2 separate regions of the Mus musculus genome follow, and region 1 is linked to region 2. The links are chromatin contacts, called in public HiChIP or PLAC-seq maps. All regions are on one chromosome and are shown on one strand. Each heading gives the region's core, a stretch centred on a gene start, on an enhancer-like site or on the middle of the called end of the contact. The rest is flanking DNA. Distances are from core to core; before and after follow the strand shown.

Region 1 (3,095 bases), core at 263-2,762, 46 kb after region 2:
TTGATATTAAAGTAGGCAGAAGCGGTCACTAGTGATTTGCACAAGATGTAAAGCTGTAAAGTCAATCTAGCAGTAACAGGCTCATTCACTGAACTGAACGTCTTAAAGCTCATGACTCAACACGACTACACTTGGCAGCAGGGCAATGTTTTCATAAGGACGTCAGAGAAACCTTTTTACTCAGAAGACAAAATAAACCACCACCACCACCACCAAACCAAAAAGCAAACTAAAAACAATGCTTTTTGGTGAAAACTATAATTTTTACAGAACATCCATTGACCTTTATTGGATTTGACAAAAATCTGTATTATTAAAAGTAACCAAATTTGAGTTTATATTGAATCTGACAAGTTTTACAGTCTCTAGAAGATTATGAAGGAAATGTCAACTGAGGAAGAAACAGAGTAACCACATGCAAGATGCTCCTGTCCAGTGGGGAATTAGACCTGCAGGGGAAGTCAGATGTGCAGCACACAGAAAGGGCAAGTTGCTCACTGGGCTGGAACGGCCTTGCTTCAGTAGGAAGAAGTGGAAAGACGGCAGGAATTCAAAGGCATATGCAGAATGGCTTCTGTTTCAAAACGGTAATAAACATTTCTGAAGTCATGGCACTAGGGCATCTTTGAGGAAAAGAATACCTTAAGCAGAGTAGGCTCGTTGCATAATTCTCAGGTACTACATGTGGATTTTCAAGTAATGAAGACTTAGTGATCTCACTTTAACAGTGGCTATCTGTTCTTCTTCTCCCCCTCTGGGGCTGGATCTGAGTCACCATCACAGGGACACTTTTCCACACAGTTTCTAGGAAACCACCCTCTTACTCTTGAAGTACCTGAGGGAGAAAGTGATGCCACAGTGAAGCAGGTGGCAGGACCAGGTGACATTACCAGGAGCAAGTTCTACTGTTTCAAGTGAAGATTAGTTGTTAAGACTTCCTGCTGTCCCCTCAGTAGCTCTCAGACACAGGCCAGGGAAAAGTCTCCAAATGGTTCTACCAAGCTAGGAAATGGGAAGACTCTAGCTCCTATCCCATCATCTAAGACTAGTGTGGTCTGGACAGTGCCTAACTGGATCTTCGGTCACTAACTATACGGTGATTGTTGTGGCACACCATTACAGTACACTCCAAGGATGACCCTCCTAACGCCTCTCTGCATTTCCTTCTCAAGTCTTTCCTTGTTTTCTTCTTCTTCTTCTTCTTTTTTTTTTTTTTTTTTTTTGAGAGAGTTCTGCTATGTAGTTCAGGGTCTGCTGTGAACCTATGATCTTCTGAATACTAGGTTACAGCCATCTGCTCCCAGGCTATGAATTTCTATACCAGAATCACCTAAGCTGTCTTATGGAGTAAACTATGATTAATCCTAAGTATTTTCTTTAAGAACATCTCAGGTTGATCTTTAAAATTTAAACCTTAGCTTTAAAAGGAACTTCCCCTTAAAGGGGATGTGACTGTGACTTGGGGTGGGGTGGGGGATGGGTGAGAGTGGAGGGAAGGGAAGGGAAGCTGGATGTATGTAATCTATTTCCTGACTCTACAGTTCCCTACAGTCTCCACCCATCTGCAGCCTGGGCTGTGAGTGAGCTGCTTTTGCATATTAGTTCCATGCTTCACTTTTCACTGATAGCCAAAAGACATCCATCAGAATTTATTTGATTAATTTTAAAAATCAGCATACAGAGTAATGAGTTTTCTCATAATAATGGTTCTTCCATCCCGCCCTCATCTTCCTTCTAATCCCCTTCCTAATAATCCGTTTGTTTTCATGTCATAGGTCTGTATCCAAATACCTCTCTTTTAAAAACTGTTTTATCCTTTCTTGTTTAAACATACCCAAACCACCGGCTAGAATCGACATATGAAAACAGGTTGTAGTGTTTGTCTGAGCCTCATAATGAAATTCAGTTGCATCCATTTTCTTGGAAATAGCATTTAACATTTCTTTATAGATGAATAAAAATTCCACTGTGTGTATGTAATGTATTTCCTCTACCCATTCATCTACTGGTGAATATCTCGGCTGTTTTTTCCTTAGCTACTGTGAATGTTTCAGGAATAAATCACTGTGTGCGAGTGTCTCTGTGGTAGGACTGAAGAGTCATTTAAATATATCCTCTGGATCCGCACAACCTGAGTAATACGGAAGTTCTATTTGTAGTTTTTTGAGAAACCTCCACATTGTTTGCAGGGGACTGTAGCAGTCTACCATCCCAACAGCAGTGACCAGGGGCTCCTGGTCCCCACATTTCTTGTCGTTTGTTCTCCTTGCTGGCAGCTATTTACTTTCTGTGTTTGAATATGACCTGCCAAGTGCTCCTGGCTTTTATGGTTACTGACAAGAGTCTGACGTTATCCTGACGGGTCTACCTTTGCCTTCCCCCATAGCCTTTTCCTTTGCTTTTCATTTTTGACATCTTGACTGAGTTCTTCTCTGACCAAGACTATTTGGGTTCTACATGCATCTTGTGTCTGGGTGTCCATTTCTTCCTCTCAGTCTCTGAAACTTTCTAATTTCATTGACTAAACTGCCTCTGAAGTCAGACTATCTCCTAGTTTTAGTCTCTTTTCTTAGGTTTAGTTTCCTGAATGCATTTCAGAGGTTTTGGAAGTTTCCGTCCTGCTGTTTTGTTTTTATGTCTGAGAATATCACTGTCTTGAGCCATATGTCCATAACCGTGCTCTGCCTGGTCATGCCAACGCCTGCTTCCTTTCTTTCCACTGCCTTTTTTTTTTTTTTTTTTTTTTTTTGGATTGCCTTTCACTTGCAGCATTTCTGTTTGTTTCTTTGTCAGTGTCTTAGTTACTCACTGAATTTTTCCTGCACTTTTAAATTTCTTGCCAAGTGACTGACATCTCCTTATTAATGTTTCCATCAAGGTTCTGAACTGGTTTCCTTGTTGCCCTCACCTGCTCTCCAGTCTTTACTGGACAGTGATCCTTCTAGAATGCAGGGCTCTGAAGGCTTTCCCCACCATTTTAGCTACCTCCATAGCTCTCCTTTCTGTGACTGAGAAGCTGTGAATTTGGGTGGGTTTCCTCGAGCTGTGGTCTGAGGCTTGCACATTTCTGTGCTCTATGAATCTGTTGGGACGAG
Region 2 (3,072 bases), core at 350-2,849:
TATTTTTTTCTTCCCCCTCTTAAATCCATTGCCTAACAATCTCTTGTTTAACCTTTTGCCAAATTCTCCACTTCTGTCAGAGGTGACTCTGAGTGAGCAGGTAACTTCTACCTTTGCACCTCTATCGAAACAGGTCCAAAGGTTCCAGAGCAGCTGGCAGGACACTCAGAGCAAGATCCGGTGGCTTCAGGTGCGCCTCGTCCTGGAGCGTGGAAAGGCAGAGGCAGCTTCATGTGGTGCTGAACAGAGAGAGCTAGCTGCAAGAGAAGCCATTCCTCAACCTAGCTGCTGTGACCATTCTCAAGAGGTAAGCTGCCTTCTCTGGCCTATGGGCTAGAGGGAGTAGATAGATATGGCGGGGGAGAAAGTGAGTGTGTATTCATCTGTAACCTGACTAAAGCTCTTTCATAACAGGGGTGATAATCTCTCAGCTCACTTGTGTGGGAGGCAAAGAAAGATGTCAATTTGAAAGGAAAACATTTGAGCCACTTGACTCTTAGAAGAGGAAAAAAAAATCAAAAGAATTGGAAGAGAATGTGAGGGTATAAAGCCTTTTGTAAAGGGTAAAGTTGGAGCAAGGATGCAGGTTTCTTTCATCTTCCATTCAGAAATTCTTAAGAGGAGCCACTTAACAATTGTTGATGTCTCCGGAGGGAGGAAGGACTTCCGGGTTGTGACACTCTTAGGGTCTGGAAAGCATCCTAAAGGCAGGGTATGTGGTGACATTAGGAGCATCTCCTATAAGGGGAGTAGTATGCCTAACCCACTAGTATAGCTAGTGGTAGAGCTATAGTTGACCTAGTCTGTCTCTACGGTCTGCTCCATCGTATAGAAATCTTGGGCGATGTCAGAATCCTCCCCATGTGGGAAACATTTAGAGTGTCATTACCATGCGGTGGAACTGGATGGAAAGACAAGACAACAAGATCTTAGAATGACCCAGCCCTTGCTGAAACGGACACTTAATTCTAGAGATCCATGACGTCAAAAACAACAATTAGACTAGTTGGTGTGCTCCTGCTATGGGAGATGGGATAAAACAGGACTTAGAAACCAGAGATAGATATCCTAGATAGACATCTGAGGCTTGGCATGCACTTTCCCACCTGAGGTTTTCCTGGGGGGGGGGGGGACGCCGGGGGGGGGGGGGAGAAAAGTCTCCTGGGAAGCTGAGCTCCAAAATTAAACAAAAGCTAGAGGCACCTCTATCCGTCCTTCCCAAGGGGTCAGACCTGCAGGTCTCTGAGGTGTGGCACCGGTTTGTTTTTCCTGGTCTTTATAGCAGGGGTGGGTGGGTATGGGGTGCTCTCTGCACAAAGAAGGAATCCTAAGGTAGGCTAGCACTCTAGTGAAGTCTTCACCTTGAACTTCCTGTCAATCCTTGGAGGGATCAAGGCCGGGAAAATGCTACTTGATTCTGCGTGTCGTGAGGTTGCAGCGGGAGTGGGGGAGAGGGAGGGGGCAGAACCTGTCATCTCTCTTCCAATTCTGAGACCGAGGTCTCCTTGTGTCCCTGGGAGACCAGAACCTCAAAGGGTGATCGATTAAGACAACTGTGAACCCGGATAATGCTGAGGTGTAAGAGGGGTCACAGAACACATTTCATCCTTAAACTTGGCGGGGTGAGAGCCGGAGCTGAGCTGGTGTGTCTGCGGAAAGGGAGCCACTTCAACTGAATGGCTCTCTGCCCCCGTGGTTCCTGGCTTATTTATCTATTCTGTTGTCTCTGCGAGGTGCAGAGGTGCCTGGCTTTTTGAATCAGGGAGGTCTGGGGACTGGCGAAAGGAGCTACACAGAGAAAGAGACAGTCGTGCTGCATCTAACCTAAGGGCGGAGGTCCCTCTAGCTGGACTTTCCTGTCCTGCGAACGCAGCGGGGAACAACGTCACCTCCGTTTCTCTGGCAATGAACCCAGGGCCACCTCAACTCGTTTTCATTTGGATTTTCATCTTGGAGAAGAGCTAGTGGGACCAGCGGGAGCAGGTGGACTGTGTTGATGCAAAGGTGGCTCGTGTTTCAGCCCCTGGGGATTGAGGTTAAAGGCTTTGAAAACCGGCTAGGGTAGCTTTGGATATCTGTCTCCTCCTAGTCAAAAGCGGTTCCACTTTCAGTTGTGAAGGAGGAGGGAAAAAAAAGCCAAACCAGGAAGTGAAGTCCCCAGCACCAGCATGTCAGAAAGCCCGGCTATGGCCTGGCTGGGACAGATCAGGGCAGGGCAGAAGTGGGGCCACTAGCCAGGCTGCCTGCCTGCCTGCCTGCATGGACGCTCTGAAGTCACCCTGCCCGCGGAGAAGCCCGGGGTGAGGAAGGGAGGACCGAGGCTCTCCTGCCAGCAAGAAGCCGGAGCCAGAAAGCCTCACTCGGAAGCTCCAAGGCGTGCGTGCGGCCCTTCCCAGGGTAAGGGATCTGGAGCCGGGTGTGATCCTAGGACGGGGCTCCTGCACGCGTGACAGAGGCATCCCAAATCCCTCCTCCCTGCCCACTTCAGGAAGCTGCTTGGAATTCAAAGCTTGCTGTGCCTCCACGTGTGCGCGCCATGCTCTCTCTGCCTGGGAGTGGAGGGCTCCTCTGCATCAGGAGGGATGAGGGGAAGGAGGAAGAGGACACAGGGAGGGACTTTCTCTTAAGGGGTGGAATACAAGCAGAGACCTTTTGGCAGACCCGAGCACGTGGCGGCATAGCTCCCTGGGGTGGGCTGGGGGGTGGGGGTGGGGGGTTAACCCTGATTTTCACTGAGTTTTGACTCCCTCTGATGGTAAGAGCTAAGGAATCAGTCCAAAGAGATGGAGATACAGGCCGAATGAAGCTGGGTCTCTTTTCAGAGCTATAAACACTGGTTAGACCTAAGATGCTCTTAAAGGGTTTTGGGAGCCTTGAAAAGGGGCTGCAGGAGCTGGGCTTTGATACCTCCTAGTGGTATCGCCCCTCCCCCTCCCCTTTGACAGTCTAGTCTGAATGGCAGGGTTGAATCTAAACTTCCTACTTACAGTTGATTGGTGCCTTGTAAGAGGCAGGGTCTAAAATAAAATAAAGCATTGGTCAGGTTTAAAAACTGGAGATAGAAGGCAGTGG

Evidence for each region. HiChIP or PLAC-seq counts read pairs in DNA pulled down with a chosen protein or histone mark.
Region 1: a contact with region 2 is called in an H3K4me3 HiChIP or PLAC-seq map of bone marrow-derived macrophages, with 4 times the contacts expected there. The contact joins the enhancer-like site here to the promoter of Acsl5 in region 2. A contact is called at or near these places in 14 of 39 promoter capture datasets (the 3T3-L1 cell line, 3T3-L1-derived adipocytes, the C10 cell line and 8 more), 3 of 15 datasets of contacts at CTCF or cohesin (CD8 T cells, the NIH/3T3 cell line and stem cell-derived epiblast-like cells), 29 of 484 Hi-C or Micro-C datasets (the AML12 cell line, CD4 T cells, the HPC-5 cell line and 18 more), 12 of 115 datasets of contacts at active chromatin or transcription factors (the 230-238 cell line, the HPC-7 cell line, the SCID.adh cell line and 8 more) and 3 of 9 other capture datasets (adipose tissue, liver and pancreatic islet).

Annotation. Positions count from the first base shown.
Region 1 is chr19:55,298,054-55,301,148 of GRCm38.p6, forward strand. Zdhhc6 (zinc finger, DHHC domain containing 6) reads right to left here. Exons shown (of 11, transcript NM_025883.4): 11 at 163-835. The coding sequence ends at 732. Among named protein-coding and RNA genes, the nearest start is that of Zdhhc6, 16 kb to the right of the region's middle. Within about 2 kb of position 1,513, at least 26 of the 459 cell types and tissues checked have an H3K27ac peak or open chromatin away from gene starts, as enhancers often do. A contact at or near this core is called in the HPC-7 cell line and bone marrow-derived macrophages, where this site is marked.
Region 2 is chr19:55,251,770-55,254,841 of GRCm38.p6, forward strand. Acsl5 (acyl-CoA synthetase long-chain family member 5) reads left to right here and starts at 1,600. Exons shown (of 22, transcript NM_027976.2): 1 at 1,600-2,397.